Linked DNA regions of Mus musculus: region 1 is linked to region 2. The links are chromatin contacts, called in public Hi-C maps. All regions are on one chromosome and are shown on one strand. The core of a region is the stretch at or near the end of the contact, and the rest is flanking DNA. Distances in the headings are between cores, read along the strand shown.

Region 1 (6,155 bases), core at 2,582-5,081, 160 kb before region 2:
TGGTCTGGTAGATCGAGCTTCACCTTCGAGTGTGGCTTGTAGACCAGTAGGAAATATTGTAGTCCTTATCAGAACACAGACCCATGTGCATTTTACATGTGCGTGTTCCAACTGAGCTGGATACTCAGGTAGGGAAGCACTTCAGTGAGAGGCCACAGTTTGGACTCTGGTAGAATAATTTAGGGCTAAAACATCGGATTTGGATGGGAAGTGGATGGAAAGTGGGTGGGGATGGGCAGTGTTGCGCATAAGAAGAGAGCCAATTCTAAGGTATTTTCTTTCTCCCAGAGTAAGGCCAGTCTCTGAAGAATTGACTTAAAAGAAACCATGCTTTGGGGCTGGAGGTATGGCTCAGCTATTATAAGCACTTGTTGACCTTGCAGAGGACCCAGATTTGGTTCCCAGCACCCACACCATGGCTCACAGCCATCTCTAACACCATTTCAGGGATTCTGATGCCCTCTTTTGGCCTCTGCTGGCATTAGACATGCATATGGTGCTGTTACATACAGCAAAAGACTCATACATGTAAAATTAAAAAAATGTAAACAACAGCAGCAACAACAACAACAAAATCGACTTGTTACCAAGATTGTGGGGCCATCAAATCATAATGGCAAGTGTGCAGGTTTTAAATTCTGAGAGGTTTCCTGTCTTTGTACAGGTGCTTCTCTCTGAGTCACCTCTGTGCGACAGACGATGGTAGATTGATAGGAGCAATACATTGAAATTGATTGACACCAGAAGGCCTTTCTACCTGCTGTTTCTAGATAAGTCACTCCATGTCAGGAGGCTGGTCGCCTTTAAGGTCTGCGATCAGCCTTCATGGGACTGAGCCTGTGACCTTGGAAGCCTGGGTTCTGCTTTCTCATCTCCGTTGCCTTCTGCAGAAGCTGGGGATTTGCAGGCCATGGTCTGACCATCTCCCTTTGTAAATACCACCCCAGTGTCTTTTCCTCTCATGTCTTAAGCTGACTGCTCCCTGATGCCCTGTGGTAGCAGATCTGCTCATCACCTCAGCTGAGTGCTTCAGAGCAGGATGCTGCCAGGACGTTTCTGAGGCGGCTAATCTCATCCATGAGGTGGGGATGCTTCCGTGCCTCATTTCGCACAGTGTGGTCCTGTCCTCTGTCAGGTTCTTCTCTTGTCCTTTTGAGACCTGCTGTACTCCAGATGTTCACATCCTTTAACGTCACCTTTGTGCTCAGCATTGCTCTGGTCCACTGCATTCTCTCCTAACAGCAGCTCAGGAGGATCCTACATGAGTTGGCAGCTTAATATTCTAGAGTCCTAGTGCAAGACCTAGGGATCAGCCCTAACTACGGACATCTGTCAATGTGAGTGAGAGTTCTCACTCCTGGAATAGCAAATGCAGAAGATGGGTAAAACCAACTCGGGTACAGATTCAGGGTGGGTTGTGTCTTAGACATTCTATGGGGGGCGGGAGGATTCACTTGGCTCCCCCCGCCCCCATCTTCTTTTGTAGATTGGTATTCTCAGAGAGCCTTCTGTTCAGTTTTTTTGAAGGTCCTATATAGGTCTGTGTTCTTTAAGGGGACAGGGAACATATATTTTATCAGCTTTGGAAAAGAGGCAGCCTTTGTTCTGTGGCCTGAGTCTGAGTTAAACCCATTTTGTTTAAGTTATTTGACCTCTCGTGATGCTTATATTACACATATATGTGTCTCTCCAAGCATCAGGGGATGAGGAGTTATGAGTGCCCCGCTGGTTGCATTTAGACATTTTCTTGGGCTTAATCTAATAATCAGAAAATGCTGGCTTCAGTTTCCTGGGGACAGGAGCTCATTTCACACATCCTGTTCATAGTGGCTGTCTCCAGATAGCACGGGCTTCCTTACATCTGTCCTGTCGTCGGTGGATGAGTGCTGGCCAGTTGCAGCTACTCTGTGTGTGGACTTACTTGATGCTGTTTAATGGATTACAGCCTGTGCCTGACACTTTACCACTCCCTCTCTCGCCTCTCACTAGAGAATTTACCACCAATTTTTTTTTCTTTCTCTAGGCAGGAAGTGTGAACAGAGCCACCCTAGCTGTTATCCTGTTGAGAGGAAAGCAGAAGGACATAAAAACCGGGGGGTCAAATAATGTGCCTTGACAGAGAGAGCCCAAGGGCTTCCAAGGGTCTTCCTAGCTACCCCTCAGTCTGGATAGCTGGCCTCCTTCCTCTTCCCATTTTAGATATACCGCTGAGCCCAGTGGTGAAGGAATGTGTCCTTGTGTGTCCCATAATAAAAAGGGCTGGTGCCCTGCCAGGCTGCAGCTAGGATGCCCTCTGGTTCTTCCTGTGAAGAGTCCAGTTATCCTTCCAGTTCTTCTGTGTGTGTGTGTGTGTGTGTGTGTGTGTGTGTGTGTTTGTGTGTGTGTGTGTGTGTGGAGTGAGAGAGACAGACAGACAGAGAGCACGTGCATCAGGACACAGGGGTCTTCCATTGTCTCCTGGGAGCCTGAAAGACTCTTTGTAGCTGCTGGCCATCTGACAGACAGGCCCACATATCCGTCCTTTGTTTCCACTTTCCTATGTCAAGACTCTTACCCTAGGTTTGGTGTGCAGTGAATATTGTATTGTCTTCTTTCTCAGTGTTATGAGACGATGCAGATGCAAAGATTGTAAAATGTTTCCTCCATCCCAAATCCCTACAAAGTGTGCTTTGTCTTGTTGATTCCACAGTCAACTCTTGACTTAAAAACAAAACACTCCTCCATAGGTTTTCTGTATGATTAACCAGTATTTGTAAGAGCTTTTACGCAGCCCATGGTTCTCTGAACCGAAATCGTGATCACCCACATTTTAAAATCAGCTTGCGCCCACCTGCTGTGGGCCCTGCATGTCACTAAGGGTGTGCAGAGGTAGAGTAGAGCTTGCACATGTCCTGTGGGAAGGTTCTGAGTTCCTCTGAGTCTTGGCAGCATCAGCTTCTGTCTTAGTCAGGGTTTCTATTGCACAATGACCAAAAACAAGCTGGGAAGGAATGGATTTACTTTGCAATTCATCGCGGAAGGAAGTCAGGGCAGGAACTCAGGCAGGGAAGGAAGATGAGGGCAGGAGCTGATGCAGAGACCATGGAGGGATGCTGCTTACTGGCTTGCTCCTCATGGTTTGCTCAGCCTGCTCTCTTATAGAACCCAGAACAGGAGCACAGGGCTGGTACATCCACCATGGGCTGTACCCTTTCCCATCAATCACCAATTAAGAGAATGCCTTACGGGCTGGCTTGCAGCCTGATCACATGGAGACATTTTCTTAACGGAGGTTCCCTCCTCTCAGATAGCATGTGTCAAGTTGGTATAAAACTAGTCAGCACAGCCTCTCTTCTCAGAAAACTGCCCCTAACAAAATCTAACATATCATTTCAGGAAGCCTTTGGCTCCTATAGCAAAATTTATGGGCGTTTCTAGAACCTTGGGATGAGACTCACTCATCTTGATGAAATGGTGTTCTTATAAATTGCCATCATTTCCAACATTTTAGGTGAGGTAGAGGTACCAGTTTTTTTTTTCTTAAAAAATTTATTTAGTGTGTGTGCCATGGATGTGTGTGTGTGTGTGTGTGTGTGTGTGTGTGCCATGGATGTGTGTGTGTGTAGGTCAGAGGACAATTTGAAGAGGTTGGTTCTCATTCCACCATATGGATTATCACACTCAGGCCTTCAGACCTGGTGGCAAGAGCCCTTACCTATTGAACCATCTTACCTGGCTCGGGTATTTTCCTTTTAAAGAAAGAGCTAGAAACCAAAGCACTCTATTGCCATAACAACCCGAGAGGGACTGCTGGCAGGAATTACCCTAGTAGCCTGTGGAGCGGCACAGCCAGTCTGGAGAGTCTGTGGACACGTTCCAAAAAGGGCTTTACTTTCCTGGTTTACAAACACAAGCCAATGTGAAACCTGATTAACCGGGAAGGATTTACAAGACATCGCTATGCCGGCATGGAGCCCGGGTGCCTACGTTTCCTTGAGAACTGCATTGGGGTGTCTCTGCTTTCAGCTTCTCTCCTGATAAAAGTGAAATTTCTACTCAGTTTCCTCTCTATCCTACAAAAGCCCCAAACAAAACACAACAAAACCAACGAATGGCAAAAATGTAAGCAGAGGATGTGTGATGCCTGCTGCTCTTTTTGTTTTGGTATTTTGTTTCACTTTGTTTTTAAATGTTGTTTAAAAGTTGCCAACACAAAAAGGACTCAGTTTAAAAGTACCATAGGCCTACTCCAGTGGCTTTTTTCTCTCTGAAAAGGGTTGTGATCATCTCCCCAGGTTTCTATGCAGCTCTCTACCTTTCTCTTGAATCTCAGAGCATTTGACTTCCAGGCTTGGGACCTCCATCTTGTTTCTTAAGGTACTGAAGGGCAACGAACAGGGATGCTTAATGAATAAGGGGGCTGACCGGGACACTGGAAATTGTCTGGAACTGTCTTCTGGGGACTTGAAGTGTGAGTCGTATTAGGGATCTTTGGCTCCCCATGACGGAAACGGATGTTGAGGGGGAGGCAGCATGGGTGGTAACAATCTGTACGCAGCCCAAGTGAAAAATAGACTCTGATGGGAGTGGTGGGATGTCTTCATGCTGTTGGGGGCAGTGGAAAATTTCCTCCAACCTCCTATGAAAGCTGCTGGGTTTTAGGCAGCGGCACATGCACGTGCAAGGGCTGTGTGTAGGTACGTGCGTGTAGGTATACAAAGGAGCTCCTCATATCTGTCATCAAGTCATGCTGCCCTCTGAGGACCTACCCTAAGGAAAGCCTAATATGCTAGACTACTTTGTGCAGTGTCTTATTTACACTCATACGGTTTTATCAGTGTGGAAACGGAAAGCGCAAATACAGCTTGAATGGTCACAACTGAGGAGTTATTCTTTAAGGGAAAAGTGCTTCGGCAGCTGGAAGTCTGTGCAGGCATTTAGCTGATAGATAGGTAGGAAAGAAGGACAAACTGACAATCTGGCCCAGGAACTAGGCAGAGGATTAATCTAGATTTTTCTCCTTCATTTTCAAACATGTTCTCTGGATGCACTGGGTACAATTTCCCCAGTGTCGTCTCTGTGTCTTCCCCACTCCTGACTGCCTTTCTTCGCTCCACTGCTACCCAGAGTGTCGATCGATACCTCTGCTTCTTCTCCTGGAGTTTGTTTCTCTTGGATATGGATTCTGTGCTGGCTAGTTTAATGTCATCTTGACACCGGCTAGATAGAGTCCTTTTAGAGGAGGGAACTTCAATCAAGAAAATGCTGCAGCCAGATTGGTCTGTGGGCAAGCCGGTTGGATAGTTTCTTGATTGATGATTGATGTGAGAGGGCCAAGCTCACTGTGGACAGTGCCACCTTGGGCTGATGGTCTTGGGTTCTATAAGAAAGCCAGCTGAGCGGGCTGTGAGGAACAAGTCAGTAAGCAGCAGCTCTTGATGGCCTCTGCGTCAGCTCCTGCTTCCAGATTCCTTCCTCGACTTTCCTCAATGATGGCCCTAGAAGTGTAAGATGAAATCCGCTTTTCCCTCCCCTAGTTGCTTTGGACATGGCATTTTATCACAGTCATAGGTACCCTAACTAAGATTCTGAAAAGAGACCCACACTAAGCTGGAGTCATAGCTTAGTTGGTAAAGTACTTGCTGTCCAACCATGTGGACCCAAGTTTGGTAATCACACCGTATGTAAGAAAGCTAGGCATGGTGGTGCATGCTTGTAACCCCAACCTTGGGGAGCTGAACAGACGTGGATCCTTGAGGCTCAACTGGCCAGCCAGCTTTACTGAGAGATCTCTCATTAAAAAGCAAGGTAGAAGAGGGGGCAGGGTGGAGGCTGGAGTTATGGCTCAATGGATAAGAGCATTGACTGTTCTTCCAGAGGTCCCACGTTCAATTCCCAGCACTCACATGGCAGCTTAGTACCGTCTGTAACTGTAGTCCCATGGTACCCTGTCTGGTGTGCAAATGTACTTGCAGGCTAAACACCCATGTACATAAATAAAACTTAAGAAAATAAGGTGCATGTGTTCTGAGAATGACCATTTCTGGGTCTCTCTCTCTCTCTCTCTCTCTCTCTCTCTCTCTCTGGGTCTCTCTCTCTCTCTCTCTCTCTCTCTCTCTCTCTCTCACACACACACACACACACACACCTATACTGGGATTTTTTTCACCCACATG
Region 2 (6,422 bases), core at 2,251-4,750:
CCCAAAGATGCTTGTTATGCCACTGCACAGCTCCACAGCCCTGTAGCCAGGTCAGAGGCAGGCTGCAGCCCTGCAGACGGGCTAGTCTAAGCTGAACCCGTTCTTCTCTTCTCTCTTTGCAGTATGAGTTTAAAGCCAAGAACATCAAGAAGAAGAAAGTAAGCATCATGGTCTCTGTGGACGGTGTCAAGGTGATTCTGAAGAAGAAGAAAAAGGTGAGTGGCTGAACCGGAAGCTGGAAAACTAGGCACGGGATACCTTTTCCTTCTGGGACATTGTCTCCTGCTCTCTTCTTTGACTAGCAGTCATGTTGCTAAGCCACAGCTGGAGCAGAGTGAGGCAGAGGCCAGTGGCCTAGTGGGACTTGGGTCTCAATAACTCATAGCCTATGGGCCATTTCCCAACGTCCTCATCTTCAAAGCCTCTTCTCCATTTGAATACCTTTACCTTTAAGTGTGTGTGTGTGTGTGTGTGTGTGGTGTGTGGTGTGTGTGTATGTGTGTGTATGTGTGGTGTGTGTGTGTATGTGTGGTGTGTGTGTGTGTGTATGTGTGGTGTGTGTGTGTGTGTATGTGTGGTGTGTGTGTGTGTATGTGTGGTGTGTGTGTATGTGTGGTGTGTGTGTGTATGTGTGGTGTGTGTGTGTGTGTGTGTGTGTGTGTGTGGTGTGTGTGTGTGTGTGTATGTGTGGTGTGTGTGTGTGTGTGTGTGGTGTGTGTGTGTGGTGTGTGTGTGTGGTGTGTGTGTGTGTGGTGTGTGTGTGTGGTGTGTGTGTGTGTGTGGTGTGTGTGTGTGGTGTGTGTGTGTGTGGTGTGTGTGTGTGTGTGTGTGTGTGTGTGTGTGTGTGTGTGTGTGTGTGGTGTGTGTGTGTGTGTGTGTGTGCAGATAGGATCTCACTTTGCAGCTTAGACTGAATTTGAACTTGCTGTTCTCCTGCTCCAGCCTCCTGAGCCCGAGAAAACAAGCAGCTTGTTGCAGCTGGTCTACCTGAGTCCCAATAGTGGGAAGTGCTTCCATGTTAAGTGATACATGTTTAGCATCCCTCAACTGAAATCCCAAATGCTTCGGAAGTTGACATTGTTGGGGTGTCATGTCTGTGCTCAAAAAGTTTCTGATGTTGGAGCATTTCAGAGTTCAGCTTTTCAGACTGGCCAAGTCTATAAAAATAGTCTCAGTTTAGCATCCCCTCCCCTAACCTTCTGAACTCTTGGGACTTACTAGTGTTACATGTTTTGGATAGAGATCAACCTGCAGTTAGTAACAAGTGTCAAGCACATGAGTGGAGACAGCCACCTGGGATGACACTTAGCCCTGCTGCACTGCAGCCCCCATTTATGTGGCCTGTGGCTTTCTTTCACAGTTGCTGCCACAGGGACATCCCAAGTGCCTCCTCTCTAACCCCGCATATCTGCACATCGTGCATAGCTGTGGAGAGGGCTAGAGTGTCTACCTCTGGGGAACTCTTGAGTAAGAGAGTTGATGAAGCGAGTGGATGTCTACTAAGTCTCTGGGCTTGAAATTATAAGTGCAATGATGCTCTCTTGAGTAAGATATATTTTTGGAGTTGGAGAAACCAGTGCAGCCCATGTGCCTGGTTCAGGGAGACTGGTTTCTGTCTTTGTGTGTTAGATGGCTTCTCTCAGCCTTTGCCATGAGGGGAATTGGAGGCTCAGTACCCTCCACTGATAAAATCATTTGTGAATATTTCCCAGGTGACAGGGTGTGTTCACAGCTTTGGTCACAAACAGCCCTACATCAGCCACTGTGGCCATTTCCTTGGTTGGTGATTCCCTCACAGACTTTCCTCAACCTTTGCCAGGGGGCTGAGTTATTTACTCTTTCAAGCCACAAAATCCAGGCAGAGAACATTGTGGAAGAAGGAGGTGGGAAGATCATAGGAGACTAAGAATGGAGAAGATTGCTCCGAAATCTACAGGTTGTGATGTAGTTAAGGAAATCAGGAACGTACTGCAACTGGGGCTGCCTGCACAGGATCTATACAGAGAAACAACAGGACACGAGGGTAGAAAGAGACCAGCTAGGAAGAAAGAGGAATGGAAAGGAGATAAGAGAAGGTAATGGGGGTGGTTATGATCACAGTATATGGTATATAGGCAAGAAATTGTCAGAAATAAAAAAGGAGAAAAAATATGTAATAAACCTGTTCCTCTGACCTTAAAAAGTATCCAGACTTACAGTTTTAAAATTATGACCCTCAGGATGCGACGTCACATTGACCAGCTTAAGGTGGTAGATGTATAAACTGCACTAATAGTTTCTTAATCTACTCTGAAATAGAATTGTCTCCTGGATCAGTGAGTATCCTGACAAGCACCCGTTTCCTACCAATTGGAGACAAACCACATGAGAAGGCAAATTAGTACGGGCTTCTGGGTGGGCACCAAAGCGGACCATGTCTGCCTATTTTACAGTAGGAATGTTGGCACCACCAAAAACCAAGGTTCATAATGACCTTGTTGGGGGATACAGTCTGTCTTAGTTAGGGTTTTACTGCTGTGAACAGACACCATGACCAAGGCAAGTCTTATAAATGATTACATTTAATTGGGGCTGGCTAACAGGTTTAGTCCATTATCATCAAGGCGGGGGCATGGCAGCATCTAGGCAGGCCTGGTGCAGGCACAGTTGAGAGTTCTGCATCTTTATCTGAAGGCTGCTAGTGGAAGACTGACTTCCAGACAGCTAGGATGAGGATCTTAAAGCCTATACCCACAGTGACACACCTACTCCAACAAGGCCACACTTTCTAATAGTGCCACACCCTGGGCCGAGCATCTGCAAATCATTACACAATCCCTCAAGTCTATTTGACAGTTCTGACCAAGACTTCTGTTCATCTATGGCTAACACTCCCAAAATCTTGCCACCACCCTACTGTGCATATTACCTCTAGTTAGGCCCCTGGGAATGATTATGTCCCCATTGGATAACTTAGTGTAACCCTGCTATCATCCACTGTGGAGTGACTTCAGGTCTTGTCCTTAAAGGATAGTCTTATTTCCCATCTCACCCCACTCCCTTGTATCAAGTACCATGTGTGGTGCCAGCTCCATCATGTATTGGAAGATAGGTTAGATCCCACACTAACAAGGGCGGCAGGATGCCAGGTGTTACCTGGGAGAGAAGCCACCCCATCTTTCCCTAAGTACATGAAAGCTAAACTAGAGCATGTCCCCTGAGGGAGTCCTGGGGACCTGTGACTCACTCTAAAACTGCATGCTTGGTAATCTCTAGTATTTGCCCTTCTGCCCCAGGAAGGAGGCTGTGTGGCAGGTCAGTCCTGGATCTGACTCTTCCCTTGCCAGCTTGGGAAAGAGGAGCCTCCTATCTCGTTTCCTCTGCCCACGCCTGGTGTCCATTTCAGGCCCGGGCTGTGATGTGGATAATGCCTTTAATCACTGTGTGCATATCCTGCCGCCTCTGGCAGATGAATGCACATTAGCATTCGCAGTAATCAGCCTTTTTGTCATCTGCTTCCCACGTGACCGTCCTGGTAGCCGAGAGTGCTGCCACGAAGCTCAGGCACACACACACACACACACACACACACACACACACACACACACACGTTCCTTCTCAGAGCTGAGAAGAATGTGCCGGGCTCCCATGTAAATGTTCAGTTTTCTACAAGGAAGTGGAGCAGTCCTTGGGTGCTGGGGTGGCCATCACAGTTGAGGCTTGACCCTCTTGCCAGCTTACCATAGGCAGAGCAGCAACACAGCTTATGTGCAGCCTGGCAATCCTGCCCGATACTCAGTAACAAGCTTGTAAGATGCTGAATTGGCTCCTCTCCTGCAAGAAGCATTTTGGTTTTCACTGGGTCAGTGTGACATGCTAGAAGGAGCCATTGGCAGAGACAAGAAGACCTGGGTTCTGGTCCTGGTGCCACCCTTCCCAGCATATGTTCTGAGCAACTCATTTTGAGCCTTTAACGATGAAGTGAAGAGCTGGCCTAGGGGGGATTATTGTAAGTTTTTCGGCTCAGATCTCAGCACGAGCCGTGGAGCCGTGCTTTTTAAAGCTTGTATATAAATTCAGGTCACCTGAATGTACTCAAGCCTCTGACAACAGAATGGGCTGCAAAGAAAGCAGACAGACGTCAGCAACTAAAGGTTGGCCACACTGTTGCAGTCTTCTGGGGACACTCTGAGGTCACACAACTCCCAAAACTCCAGTTTGTCTTCAAATTATCTATAACTGATCAATGGCGAAGTTCTTCCCACCAGAGGAGACATCTTTTAAAGGGCCCCCTACCTCTCAGTGAGCTTTGAAGGGCAGGGCTGTCTTTGTGAGCTCAGCGTTTTCCTGGATGGTTAGACATTTTGAGTATGTTTTCATTAGCTGTGGCACTTGGCTAGCTGGATGAATGAATGCTATTTGTGTGTGGTGGGGGTCTTGAAATCCAGTAGAACTTAGCAGTGGGATATAGTGATGTCTTAAGGTATTTCTTTAGGTCACCACGCCATTCTCCTTTTCTGTCAATATGTCAGTTTAAGGCTGAGCAAGGACTGGAGAGATTACTGGGTTCGGTCCCCAGAACCAGTGAAGCTGAACATGGAGTCTTGAGAGGGCTCAGTGGACAAAGAGCTTGCTCTCTAAGTGTAAAGCCCGGAGTTCAAGATCCCTAACACCTGGGTAAGATCCAGGCAGGCATGTTGGCTTCTGTAACCCCAACACTTGGGAAATGGGGGCAGGGGTCCTGGCTAGCTAGACAGGAGTCAGTGATCTATAGCTTCAGTGAAAGACTATCTCAGTAAATGGAGTACAACAGCAGACGTCAACTCTGGACTTTTACAGTGTACACATATGCAGATGTACACATATTCACCCAAACACGTGTAAAACATGTACATGTGCCACATGAACACACCCAGCAATGGATACAGGTGCATCCCTGGGACTTGCCAGCAGCCAGCCTAATCTCCTTGTACAGCTCCAGGCCAGGGATAGACCCTGTCTCAACATCCTGAGGAATAACACACCTGGGACTGACATGTGCAAGCATTTTACACACACACACACACACACACACACACACACACACACACACACACAGAGAGAGAGAGAGAGAGAGAGAGAGAGAGAGAGAGAGAGAGAGAGAGTAATCAAAGTAGGATTTTAGTTGGATTTGTCCAGGAGAGTCAGATCTTTGTACACTTCCCACTAGCTCGGGACGTAGCGAGCTATGATGCAGCCATCTCACTGCTGGGTAAGAACCACCGTTTTGGCTTTGTTACCAAGCATCTAGGAACGCTCTCCTCCTGAACCGATGCCAGCAGATAATGAATCTTAAGTTGAATTAGTATCATAAGCTCAGTTGCTAAGATAATTGGCTTTGCTTTGATGTCCTCCAATCAGAACATCATTTTCGATGTTCAAGGAGGCCCAAGTAATTATCTTTTTCATGTATCTAATCATGGTTACTTGTTATAATCCCTGAATCACACTACAGCACCGTGTGCTGAGGAGTAGAATCCTAAGATTAACCTTGATCGTCGTCTAAGGGATTTTTCTGTTAAACAGCTAGGTTCCATGTGATTTCTTCAGTAAACCACTAACTGTGCTGGGATCCGCTAAGGTGACAGATTGTCAGTGAAGACAGGTGGCTTTAACATGCTAATGAACAGTACTTACCATAGATCCACCATGTTCTGGGAACTATGGGACAGATGCATTGAGGAATTATGGGTATGCCTATGTGGTTTGTGGCTTTGTTTTGGTTTTGCCTTTTCCACTTTCCAAAGTAGATGAGATAGCATGTTAGAGAAGACATGGTCCTTCTCATTAGAGACACACACACAAGTGGGGAAAGAGGGGCGCAGGGTGGGTGGAGAGTGTGTGTGTGTGTGTGCGTGTGTGTGTGTTGTATGTGTATGTTTTGTAGGTATGTACCCATGTGCATGGAGTACAGAGGTCAATGTTGAGTATCTTCTATCATTGTCTACCTTATTTTTGAGATATAGTTTCTCCCTGATATTAGAACTCATAGATTCCATTTGGCTGGTCCCCTGCCTCTACCTCCCCAACACTAATGTTCTAGGCATGTGCTTTCCCAACACTAATGTTCTAGGCATGTGCTTTCCCAACACTAATGTTCTAGGCATGTGCTTTCCCAACACTAATGTTCTAGGCATGTGCTTTCCCAACACTAATGTTCTAGGCATATACTTTCAGTGTCTTTTATATGGGTGCTGGGAATCAAAATTCAGGTCTTTAATGCTCACATACCAGACACTTTCCTGACTGAGCCCTCTCTACAACCTTAAAATAGCTATTTCTTTTTTTAAAAATATTGCATTTGTGTATGTGTGTGTGTGTGTGTGTGTGTGTGTGTGTGTGTGTGTTATCAGTCAATTGGTCTGTCTATCTATCTATCTATCTATCTATCTATCTATCTTTCA

Evidence for each region. Hi-C and Micro-C count contacts between places; a contact is called where the count stands out from the background.
Region 1: a Hi-C map of cortical neurons shows a contact between it and region 2, with 1.9 times the contacts expected there. The contact joins two enhancer-like sites. A contact is called at or near these places in 1 of 484 Hi-C or Micro-C datasets (cortical neurons), 1 of 115 datasets of contacts at active chromatin or transcription factors (microglia) and 2 of 9 other capture datasets (adipose tissue and pancreatic islet).

The regions. Positions count from the first base shown.
Region 1 is chr1:170,546,972-170,553,126 of GRCm38.p6, reverse strand. All of the region lies in intron 1 of Nos1ap (nitric oxide synthase 1 (neuronal) adaptor protein), which reads left to right. Among named protein-coding and RNA genes, the nearest start is that of Gm46171, 9.2 kb to the right of the region's middle. Within about 2 kb of position 3,831, at least 50 of the 459 cell types and tissues checked have an H3K27ac peak or open chromatin away from gene starts, as enhancers often do. A contact at or near this core is called in cortical neurons, where this site is marked.
Region 2 is chr1:170,384,524-170,390,945 of GRCm38.p6, reverse strand. Nos1ap (nitric oxide synthase 1 (neuronal) adaptor protein) reads left to right here. Exons shown (of 10, transcript NM_001109985.2): 3 at 123-215. Among named protein-coding and RNA genes, the nearest start is that of Spata46, 79 kb to the right of the region's middle. Within about 2 kb of position 3,500, at least 56 of the 459 cell types and tissues checked have an H3K27ac peak or open chromatin away from gene starts, as enhancers often do. A contact at or near this core is called in cortical neurons, where this site is marked.